Regions from separate parts of the Mus musculus genome. Here region 1 is linked to region 2. The links are chromatin contacts, called in public Micro-C maps. All regions are on one chromosome and are shown on one strand. Each heading gives the region's core, a stretch centred on a gene start, on an enhancer-like site or on the middle of the called end of the contact. The rest is flanking DNA. Distances are from core to core; before and after follow the strand shown. Region 1 holds the start of Pou2af1 (POU domain, class 2, associating factor 1). Region 2 overlaps Gm32742.

Region 1 (5,519 bases), core at 472-2,971, 52 kb after region 2:
AAGACCTCTCCTCAAGCAGACCATCTATTAGAGGTGTAATTTATAACTTGATTAGGTGAAGTTTTACTGGGGGTTTAGCATACTCTCTGTCTTACATAGGCACAAAGATAAAGCCTCCATGAGGTGCCTACAGCGTCATGTGGCAGTTACACATGATGTAAACAACGGGCATAATGCCCTAGGAACAGAGAGAAGGGGACTGATCATTTCTAGGCCAGGAAGTTCAGGGGGTGAGTCACAAAATTGTTTTGCCTGCCATGGCGTTATTGGTAGGACCTTGATGAAAGAAATGGGGTTGGGTTTCTCTTCAGATGGGGAAGACAGGGAGAGAGTACCAGCAGGTGAGGCCAATAAGTTAAAAAAAAAAAACGTCCGGGCGTGGTGGCACATGCCTTTAATCCCAGCACTCGGGAGGCAGAGACAGGTGGATTTCTGAGTTCGAGGCCAGCCTGGTCTACAGAGTGAGTTCCAGGACAGCCAGGGCTACACAGAGAAACCCTGTTTCGGAACCAAAAAAAAAAAAAAAAAAAAAAAAAGAGCTTGCAACTGGCTCACTGTGAAAGGCTTTAGTGTCTCAGCTCTGTGGCTAAAGGGTGGTACTGGAGTGTGAACCTCAGGCTTACCCATTCCAGTCAAGTGCTACCTTACTGAGCTGTAGTCCTTTAGGGCAAGGCTTTTAACACTGGAGAATGAAGGATCAGACCCAGAATGCATTAGATCACTCTGAGGCACCATGGAAGGCAAACCAGCAAGGACTCTGGACTACCCCGGGGGTATAACCATATGATCTTGACCTGAGAGTAACTGGGTCACTGGAATGGAGCCTATGAGTCTGTTTCAGACACACAGTGGCAGAATGTAGCCCCATACTGTATGTACTGCGGATGGGGAATCCATTACTCTTTCTTTGAGAGGCTTTCCATTAGCCGTGTTGGGGTCCTAGGATTATGATAAGCTGGTACTCCTAAATCCATTAAGTCACCTTTGGGAAATCAGCTTCAGTTAAGAAGCCTGAGTGTCTCTGTTTCTTCTTTGAGCGAGTCGGTTCCCCCTTTCTGTGTACATAACCAACCGTCTGAAACAGGGACCCCTATATTTAAACAATATTACATGCCGCCATTTTGCCAGGGACTGGGGCCAGGGGAGGAGCCGTTACATTTTAAAGTGGAATAAACAGAAAAGCAACACCGAGAACGAGGAGGCTGGTTAGTGAGGCTTGAAGAGAGGGCAGGTGTTTCCTCCCATGGTGAGAATAGTGACCCCTGGGAATCGCATTTCCCGTCGAGCTGGGACCAATGGTAAGGTCAGTCCTGTAAATGGCCTGATAGTGTGGAACTGTATGTGAGTGCCAGAGAAAGCTCGGTGTTGTCTGTATTATCCTTTGGACCCCTCATCGCTCAAGGAGCGCTGATCCTTGACCTCATGGTCCACCCTTTTGCGTTCATACAGACTCTCATGCTCCTCCTATGTGGCATAACACCGTGGCTGTGTGCAAATGGCCTTGGCCTCCTGTGCTGTATGGTGGTTAGTCCCAATTGGCTGGCCCTGTGTCTCAAGCACTCTCCAGCCAGTGGGGGCCTTGGGGGTGCACACAGTGGGTTGACAGGCGGTGTTGCTGAAGAAAAAAAAGTACAGCTCTGCCTGAGGTAGGAGGATGTGATGACGTGGCCCCTCTCAGCGGGAACTCGGGCCTTTAAAAAGCTGAAGAAACAGCCTCAGAGTAAACGGTGGTTCCACGGGAGGAAAGCACGCCCAGTCACATTAAAGAAGCCAAACTGTCTGCTTCAAAGAGAAAAGGCAACATCCTGTCACAAGCCATGCTCTGGCAAAAATGTAAGTGCTTTGCTTGTGGCTGTCAGAGCCAAGTAAGCAGAGGCAGGGTCCAGGAATAGAGAGCTACTGTTGGTGATGGGAGCACCCAGTCTCGTCAGGGCCTCGGGGGCATGGAGGGCTGAGGTGGGTGAGATGGAGCCTGTTGGAGATGATGCTCATTTTCCAACCTGGGGGAATGAACCAGTGTCCCAAGGTGGGGACAGCTCATTGCATCTCCGATTCTGTGCATGAATCACTGAGGTGACAGAAGGGCAGATTATGATTCATGAGACGGAAACCACATATGATATGGGTTAGGAGCCGTTCTTCACGTGAGGACCTTTCCTTTCATGGACCCCAGTTCTGCAGGTTGTTATTGAGTTTTGTTGGCCCACTTCTAGCTGAATTCTGCCAGAGTTGGTTCCCTCCTGTAGATGTGTAGGGATGGGGTGGAAACTCAGTCTTATGAAACCTCTCTCTCTCTCTCTCTCTCTCTCTCTCTCTCTCTCTCCTCTTTTCACTTTCTTCCTTATTCTGTGGCAATGGTTGGTTTTGTGTTCCACTGCAAAAAAAAAACTGTTTATCTTTGACCTTGATTTTTAATCCCTGGACTTGAATGGAACAAACCATGAACTGTATTTTCCATTCTGTGGATTGAAAAAAATCTTGTGTTATCGATAACGGAGGCTATATAGACATTCTTTACAACATTCCTTTCACGAGGCAAATAAAGTCAACTCAAGAGTCTTGCAAAAGGGGAACCTTATTAAGGCTCAGGACTGTACTTCCTCAAGCAAAGAGCTATAATTTCCCTATCTTTCTTTGTAAGATGTTTAATTCCATAAAACATCTTTTATTGGTTTAGGCATAGCATTCCTCAATCAAATTTATGTGATAATCCAGATTAGAAGAAAAAGAAATCGTGGTTTTACTTATAAAAAGTAATCTGACAATAGTGTTCCATTGATTAGAGTGTGACATAGTCCCCTTATCACCCACCTATTCCCAAATTCTTTGAAATTGACTCTTTTCATCTGTGACTCAGAGAAGCAATCCCAACGTGCCTCAGTTTACTAACCCCATTGTTGATATGGGCAAGACTTTTTTGTTTAAATAAAAATAAATGAACTTTGATTTGGACTTGAGATTTCTGACCACAGATTCTAGTTTGGGTAGCTTAGAACTCATCCAAAAAGGTGACCAGAGCAAAACCTTATCTTTCTGGAAGCGGAGTGGCAGCCAACACCATTGTAAATACTATGAGATTGTAGGAACATGGATTTTAATGTCCTTCAAAGTGCCAATATGCCCTCTTGCTTCAAGTGAAATCACTTGAGTTTTGTGTGAGCTGCTTTTAGTTTTTAAACTCTTAGAGTTTGCATATTTAGAATGGAGTGAAAAGTAATCCCACCATGTATAACTGCTCTTAATAAGTTGACGGGGCGGCCAGAATTCTGCCGGGTGCTCTGCCCTGGTGTTAGCCCTGAGGTATGGGCTGTTTGCCTGTATGAAAAAGCCCCCATAGCATCTCATTGTTACATAATCCATTTTCTCTCCTCCAGTGCCTCTTAAGGGATGAACAGATTTTCTTTTGGAGAGTTGTTAGAGGTCTTGCTTCTTGCTCATAAACTCTCTTAAACTGTCTTTTGGGGGCTTGAAGGAAAACAAGAGCAGGCCTTGTGCAACAGACCTATCCCTTTACCCTGGTCATATGGCTGACTAAGACTTGTGGGAAGTGAGTGAAGTCTAGGCAGTGCCAGCGCAGGCGGGGAGGGCAGGGTTTGAAATCAGACACTGGGAGTGCTGAAAAGGCACTTTCTTTTTTTCAGAAAACGCCCTTCAGGCTTGAGCTAAAATGACTGTACCCAGGGCGTTGGAGAGAGTTAAGAAAACAATCATATTGCCCCTGTTGCCTCCTGCCTGCTTGGCCTCTGACTCCTGTTAGTGGACTCATGGGGGAACACAGGCTTTGGTTAAGATGGGAGAACAGTGTGACAAAGCTCAGAACTGTTCACATTGAGATGTGGAAACCTGGAGGTCCCAGCCCTGGCTATGAGGTCCTCTCCACTGTCAGCCAGATAAAGATGTTGGTCCATCTTCAGACTTTCTCCTTAGGTTCTGCATTTGTAGTGCCAAGGAAGTGTTTGATCCCCCTTCATCTCCTATCCCAAGATAGGAGCCCATCTGATGCAACTCACAGCAGAGTCTTTATTCGAGCTAACCTAATCAACCCATCTCCCTGTACACCATCATCGTGGGGCAAGGCTTTATAGTAAGCATCGAATTGGAAAGCTATTGTGACCTTCAACATAATTGGCTGGTGCTGGGAGTCATATCATAAACTTAACTTCTGCTTTCCGCTGCATTGGTGGTCGTTAGGCAGATGGCAGGCTTGTTATCTGGGGGTGCAGGTTTGTTGCAGGGGAATAACCTGGAGATGCTGGTCTTCTTGGGGATTAGCCTGGAGACTGGAGCTAGGCTCTGGTTTTGCTGGGGGGCAACTTGGAAACGAATGCTAGGTACCAGCCTGTTAGTTTACCTGAGTTCAAACTTTAGGTCTCTAGAATGGAGTCTGAATTTAAAAGATTTGGCCTCTTACATGAGAGACGTCTCTGTCTCATGTAGATGAGAACTAGTGTGCACAGGGTTGCATGTGACAATTGGCTCTGCAGCTGAGTAATGTCATCTCTTCTTCACTCTTAATGTGGAGATTTGAACGTGTGCCTCTCAAAGTGTCTGTGACAATCTAAGTAAGGAATGTAACTGCCTCTGGCCAGTATTGTCTGACGTACTGGGACGCCAGCTTGGGTTTTATGTTAACCGTTGGTTATAGTCCACTATATTCTGTATGCAAGCAGTCTCCAAAAAGTTTGCTCTTTCTCTGCTAATTAGAAAGATAGGCTCATATACAAAGTCACGTGTTGGGGCGTGGTGGCACACGCCTTTAATCCCAGCACTTGGGAGGCAGAGGCAGGCGGATTTCTGAGTTCAAGGCCAGCCTGGTATACAAAGTGAGTTCCAGGACAGCCAGGGCTACACAGAGAAACCCTGTCTCGAAAAACAAAAAAACAAAAAACCAACCAACCAAACAAACAAAAAAACCAAAGTCATGTGTTTCATCATGGCATCTTCCTACATATGTGTCATCATGCTTTGTCTTCCTCTGTCCCCACCCACATGCCCCTTCCTTTGCTAAACTGATGTAGACACAATTCTTACCATGGTTTCCATTAAAATTTTAAGATAGAGAGAACACTGCAACAATTAAATTTCACATGAGTTAACATGCCAGCTGTCTAACAACTTTTTAGAGCTGTAGGTTTGCTTAAAGCGACAAAAAACAAACAAAAACAAAACAAAACAAAGAAGCCCCAAACAAGAAAATGATGTAAAATCACACTGTGCGGTCCCAGCACACACTTAGTCTTTGTTCTAGAGTCTGAGTCCAGCAAAGCACTAACCTGCTTACATGTGAAACACTAACTTCTAAATTCGAATCATACATCCTCAAATGGAATTGACCAATATTACTTGTGTGAAAAACATGTATTTTTTTCAGTTCAAGGTCATATTTTAAACTCTTATTAAGGTTTCAAAAATGGAGATTATTTTATCTAGATGTAATTGTTTTTTGAAAGGTTGAACTTAGGAAAAAAAAATGAATGTAGCTGAAGTGAAACTCAAGTCCCCAATAAGCAAGTCAGAGT
Region 2 (5,978 bases), core at 1,113-3,612:
CCACAGAGAAACCAGTTAAATCTGAATTTCAGGTGTATGAATACTTTTGATTAGTCCCATAAGACACTAAAACACTATCCAGTATTTACCTGAAATTCACATTTAACTGTACCTTACAACCTTACTCCCAAGCCTACATTGGTCAGGTTACACCTGAGCTAAACTTGACTGGGAACCGAAACAGCCCTGGAAATGCAGCCCGCCCTTGGGTCCCACTGCAGGAGGGCATACCTGGAATCTACGTCCAGGTCTCTGACAGACACAGGTGTCCTTGCCCTCCTCTGGCTGGGTGGCCTCAGAGCCGCACGGGAAACATGCATTCTGGCCGTGCCAGGGGTTGAAGAACTCCGAAGGGCAGAGGTGGCAGGAAGGGGTGGTATGGGGACCCATTCCAGAGAGGAAAGTTCCAGGGGGACAAGGGGCAGGTGTCGGCACAGAGCAGGGCCTACCTATGGGGTGGGGTGGGGGGGTGACAGAAAGGGTTAACACCCAAGAGCTGGTCCCTGTGATTTCCCAGGGCTCCTCTTCCCCGACATTAGTCATTAGCTCTCCTCACAGCTCTCCCCTCTCCTCAATTTTACTCCCAAACTTCTTTGTACAAATTTAATTTAAGCCTCTACCCTCTGGGCATCCTGGTGGGTCCGGCTCTCCTTTTGCACAGGCAATCTCACCTTGGCAGGCCAGAGGATGCTCTATGACCAGGCATGTGGGTCTCTGGAGGATGAAGCAGAAGGCAGCTATGAGGACCGGTACCTCTGGGAGGTTACCAAAGAAGAGACCCTTCATCTTCTGGGCAGGGGTAACAGCAGCAGAGAGCAAAGCAGATGTGGAGGTGGGTGAGGTGAGGCACCAAGGAAGGTATCAGGCAGAGGTGGAGAGATAGGGGAGGCAAAGTGATGGACAGGGTGACAGGCATGAGGAGACAAGATAATGGTGTTCAACAGAGGCAGAGTGATCTGGGCTCTGGAAGGACAGCTTCTGCCTGGTGGCAGCGATAGCTGTCAGTCACTGAATAAGTCATGAGGATGAAATCTGAGATATGGGTCCTCTGGGCAGCCTTGGCCCAGACCATGCAACTCCATGGCTCCTTTTCTCTTCTCCTCTACCTTTCCTCCCGAGCAGCATGAGCCAGCAAGCTTAGCATTGGGCAGAGTGAAGCCAAGGGTTGTTCCAGCATTTTCCTTTCACAAGGCCAAATAGTCAGACTCCTTTAAGCATTCTGGGTGCAAACCCCATGAGAGATAAGGTAGAGAGATTACAGTTTTTGTCTCTGCTACAGGACACACAATACAACACACACTCACAAACCCTTAGGGAGCCATCTAGCTCTTCCCCCTCATTTATAGTGAAAAAGTCGGAGCCCCATTCTGGACTGAAATTCAGTTTTAACAGATGGGTGACGCCGTTCAAGTGCTCCTAGACCATGCATACAAGAAGTCACTGGAAACTGCAAAGCAGCCAGAGTCCCTGGTGCAACCAGGTGATTCCCCAGAGAAGATGAGCAGTGGATGCGGCTGAGAAAAGCAGGCTCTCAAAATGGAATAATCCATTGCTTTATTGCTTATAAAAAGTGATAGTGGGTAATACTGCCCAGCTTTCTTTATGGCTGCTGTGAAAAATCACTGATGCCCACAAGACCAGAAGTATCGTGAAGAGCGTAAACCCAGATCAGGTTCAGTGCTCTGTGTGATGGATGGTTGCTTAGAAGCCTTCAGAAAAATTCAATATATCACATTGCAGTGAGGCCTAATTTAAAAGAGAGGGAGGGGGAGGAAGATGAAGAAGAGGAAGAGGAGGAGGAGAAGGAAGAGGAGGAGGAGGAAGCAGAAATGGATTTTGATTTGCCCTGTGTTATTCATCAATGTTCCCTTCAAGTAACTTACAATTGATTGCTTTTAAGAAGAGATCACCCACTTGACACCCAGACAAGTGACCCCAGTTCAAGGGAATTCCATTCACTTAACCAGTTTTGGTCTTTTGATCTATCATTATTTCGACCTATTATCTATTTTCTAGGCTCCTTTCTGGGTGTGGTGATACTTAAAAGGATGTCCTAGAAGCTCAGAAGGATCGATCGCTGGATGCTATTTTGCAGTCAGGGCTGGAAAGAGAATTACGAGGTGTAGAAGTAAAGGCTCCTTGTAGAGACTCTTTTGAGGGGGAAATTTAGATTTAAGTGCTCACTGTCCTCCAGGCTGATAGCTTCCTGTAGGGCCACTGCTTTGCAGAGTCCCTCAGCCTGTGAGAGACCCTTGATAGGCACCTGACTCTTTTCAGCTATTTTGTTGCTGAGCCGTTCGCCCTGCCTGCTTTTTGTCTTGCCAGTAGGTGGCACTGTGAGCTTGCAGGAATTGGTGAGCTGGCATGGACCAAGCAGTGGGGTGTAGGTATCTGCTAGAATGAGGGAGGAGAGAAAATGCTGTTAGCAGGTGTGTGTGTGTGTGTGTGTGTGTGTGTGTGTGTGTGTGTGTGTGTGTGTGTGTGTATGTCTTTTTAAAGTTTAAGCAGACACTCTTTTGAACGCATTTAAATATAGTCACACTAACCGGCCTTGGGTTTTACTCCACATTAGCCCAGCACCATTTTGCAGGCTCACCTATGTCACATAGTCCTTCTCTGGCATGAAGCTCCTAAGGGGGCTTAGTGCTGGGCCTTGTCTTTTTGTTCAAGTTGTCTGATAGCTGGTCACTGCCAGGCCTACTGTATCTCCCCTGGTTCCAACTATCACTTCTGTCTGTCCATCTGTTTGTTTGATTTTTGAGACAGGGTTTCTCTGTGTGACCCTGGCTTCCTGGAACTCACTCTGCAGACCAGGCAGGCCTGGAACTCAGAGATCCGCCTGACTCTGCCTCTTGAGTGCCGGGATTCAAGTCCTGCACCACCTTTAAGTGCCTGGCTTCCAACTGTCATTTCTGCCATTTCCTAACACTACCAGTTCCCAGGTTTCTGTTGGTGTCCTGGGTTGTCTCACTCAGCTTTGATTTTCTGTGGGTCTAACTACAAAGTTAAGTTTTTCCTGGAATATGACAGTAAGTATGTATTTTAATAAGCTTAGTTTCTAAAGAACAATTTCAGATTTGCAGAACCTCTTAGAGTTCCCGTGTGTCCCACTCCTAGTAATTATAGATACCGGGTGAGTACTTTAGCTAATGGCCATACTATGTTCACACTGCCTTGTCTATTCCAGGGTCAAACATTGTACTTAGTCATGTCCCTGCCTCCCTTTAACTGGGAAAGTTTCTCGAGAGTCTCTTTACTTTTGGCAATCTACATACACAAGTGCTCTGTAAAACAGGCCTTAGCTGGGTGGGATTCACTAGAAATCTCTATCGTCATTGGTCTGGAGTGTTTTTTATCTTTTAGAACACCACACCAATAAAGTGATGTTTTCTTTATAATGGAACAAAGACAAATGCTCTGAACATGGCATGACAGCACTTACGTTGCCCTTGGTCATCTGACTGTTAGGTTTTCTCCACTGTAATTCCTCCCTTGCCATACTGCACTTGTTGGCTAGAGAGTTCATTTGACCCACTCCACAGTCTCTCTCTCTCTCTCTCTCTCTCTCTCTCTCTCTCGTGCTCATATGCACTTTCTTACCTCTTTTGGCATCACAAGATCTCAAGCTCTTCTTGTCTCTTTCCTGCCGTAGCTGTTCATTCAATCAGCCATTTCCCCAGGGAGCTTTGACTCCCTTTAAGGACATTGGTTAGCATCCTGGGGTCTGGGTGATGGGTCTGTTTTGGTCCCTTAGTTTTAACTCATCTTTCCTTTCCCTTTCCATTAACTCTTCTGTCCCCAGACCATTAATTATGGAGGTTTCAAAGATTAAACCACACCTTCAACTCAATAACCTGACTTTGTCCAAATGCTTATGAGATACAGGCAATAGAGTATATATAGTCTTGGAGTTCACAGCCAAGGTGGGAGACAGGTAGACATGAATAGCTCAAATGTTGGGACGTGACACCCAAGGCCTAGAGAATCCCTAAGGAGCTAGTGACTAATTCAGACCAAGCCATTTGGGGAGTCTCTGAACCGGGACTAGAAAGATCATGCTGTGGTCTCCACATCCTGTTTCCCAGTTTAGAGCATTCCTCTAAGCTGTAGCACCTGACCAATGCTCCCTCTATGACTAGAGCAGTCACCATCAATGCTGAGGTGGCTTCCCTCTTCCCCACCAGGGCTTCTTTCTTCCCTCATGAAAATGGGCAGACTCAACTCTTCCCTCAACTCCTCTGAACCCTGAGAATTCATATGGTAATCATTTATTTAAGTTAGATTTGGGTGCATGGCACTCTGTTATTATATTGTTTATTCCTTCTTCTGGCATGGCTTAAATACTTCATAATAAAATTCAAAACATATTTATGAAGAAAAAAAAAAGAAGGAAAGTCTATGTCTCCATCATGTGTGGACGATGTCGTCAATGATTAATGACCAACAAAGTGAGATTCTGGGATTTCTGAACCCACATCATATGGGACCTTCTAGCTTCTGCACAGAGTCCCCACTTTGAGAGCAGGGACTTCCCTGCCAGACACCTGCCATTCCCAGACTGGAGCCAGGGGGCATGCAGCTGGCTTGAGTCTGCTGAAGCCTGTCTGATTAAGTGTTGCTAGGTGCTCATGAGACTCAGTACCAAATGAAACGGATTGCCCTGCTCACCGGTAATCCAGTCTCTATGGTTCAGACAACCTGAGAACAGTGACATTGTGACAACCCTTGATAACAGGAGGGACATGCAACTAGAGCCATTTAGGAAAGTCCTGGCTTGAGACGTCAAGTCTAGAGCATTAACTGTCTGCCTTGTGGTGGTATCTTTGTGTCAGTCCTGAACTGACTCAAGTTTTTTGTTTTTTGGTTTTTTTTTCCAGTCTAAAGCCATCCTCAAATAAATGTATTAAAAAATTTGGGTCTTGTGACAGTGGAGGGAAAGCTGAGGTCTTGCTGACAGCTGAGGGAATAAGAGACAGGCCAGGCACTGGGCTAACTAGGGATACTATAGTATGTCAGAGTAAGGGTAGGTAGGATATTAGTTTGAGTCTTTGGAGAAAAGTATGACAGTGATAACCAACCTAGCACATGTAGGTTGGTAACAATAATGTTATATTTACAAGGCTAGGCTATGCAGTGCCAGGAAACTGTTCTGCACTGCTTTTAGGGCTAGTGCCCCTGAGAACACTTTAGGAGGATGTCTTCAGTGACTTTCGAAGTGAGATTCTGGGATTTCTGACACCTTATAGCCTCTGCAGTGTTCATTTGGATTATTCTCTCTGGAAGCCTTGATATACCATGTAAAAGACCCCTATTGTCTGGAGACTGTCACACTTGAGAGGGTTCCTAGCTGACACAAGACTTTAGCCACCCTTATTCACTTGGAAGCCGTGAATAGAAGATACCTTTAGACTCTTAGGTTAGTCCGTCTATCATCCAAAGACCACAGGGTAACCTTCATCAATGAAATAGAGGAAAAGGCTTGCCCAGTTGAGCCCTGAACAGACTTCTGCACTATAACATCATGAAACATAATAAAGGGTCTTGTTTGATGCCTGCTAAGATAAATAGATAACCAAGATATCCAGGCCACCCAATTCAAACCAAAAGTCTGAGTACCTACCAATGTCTAAATACTGCATCAAAGTAAGAGGCAGGGGACCTTGCTTCATTCTGAAAACACTCTGACCAAGCAACTGGAGTGAAGACAGAAATTTCTGAGCATGTTGGTCCTGAAGGTCCTGGAGGCTGACATTTTAGGGTACCCTGACTCACCTGGTAAGGCCTACAGGAGCAAGCAGGAAAGCTGACTTAGAAATAACACCCGGATACAGGAATCTTTGTGCAGAAATGGAAGGGAGGAGTCTGGGAGGGGAAGCACGTGGAGGAAGGGTAGCCACAGGAAGAGGAAGATCAGCTCCACGCATAAAGAAGGGGCTGGATGTTGAGAGGAGGGGCTGAAGGTGTTTCCCAAGGGTTTC

What was found. Hi-C and Micro-C count contacts between places; a contact is called where the count stands out from the background.
Region 1: a Micro-C map of B cells shows a contact between it and region 2, with 9 times the contacts expected there. The contact joins the promoter of Pou2af1 here to the enhancer-like site in region 2. A contact is called at or near these places in 5 of 39 promoter capture datasets (the 3T3-L1 cell line, the C10 cell line, macrophages and 1 more), 2 of 15 datasets of contacts at CTCF or cohesin (large pre-B cells and pro-B cells), 20 of 484 Hi-C or Micro-C datasets (the 63-12 cell line, B cells, the THB-7 cell line and 12 more), 6 of 115 datasets of contacts at active chromatin or transcription factors (the 230-238 cell line, the SCID.adh cell line, Th17 cells and 3 more) and 2 of 9 other capture datasets (adipose tissue and liver).

Annotation. Positions count from the first base shown.
Region 1 is chr9:51,211,969-51,217,487 of GRCm38.p6, forward strand. Pou2af1 (POU domain, class 2, associating factor 1) reads left to right here and starts at 1,722. Exons shown (of 5, transcript NM_011136.2): 1 at 1,722-1,833. The coding sequence starts at 1,818.
Region 2 is chr9:51,159,594-51,165,571 of GRCm38.p6, forward strand. It overlaps Gm32742, which reads right to left. Exons shown (of 31, transcript XM_017313740.1): 2 at 672-714; 3 at 232-449. The coding sequence starts at 390. Among named protein-coding and RNA genes, the nearest start is that of Gm32742, 6.2 kb to the right of the region's middle. Within about 2 kb of position 2,363, at least 5 of the 459 cell types and tissues checked have an H3K27ac peak or open chromatin away from gene starts, as enhancers often do. A contact at or near this core is called in the 63-12 cell line, B cells and the SCID.adh cell line, where this site is marked.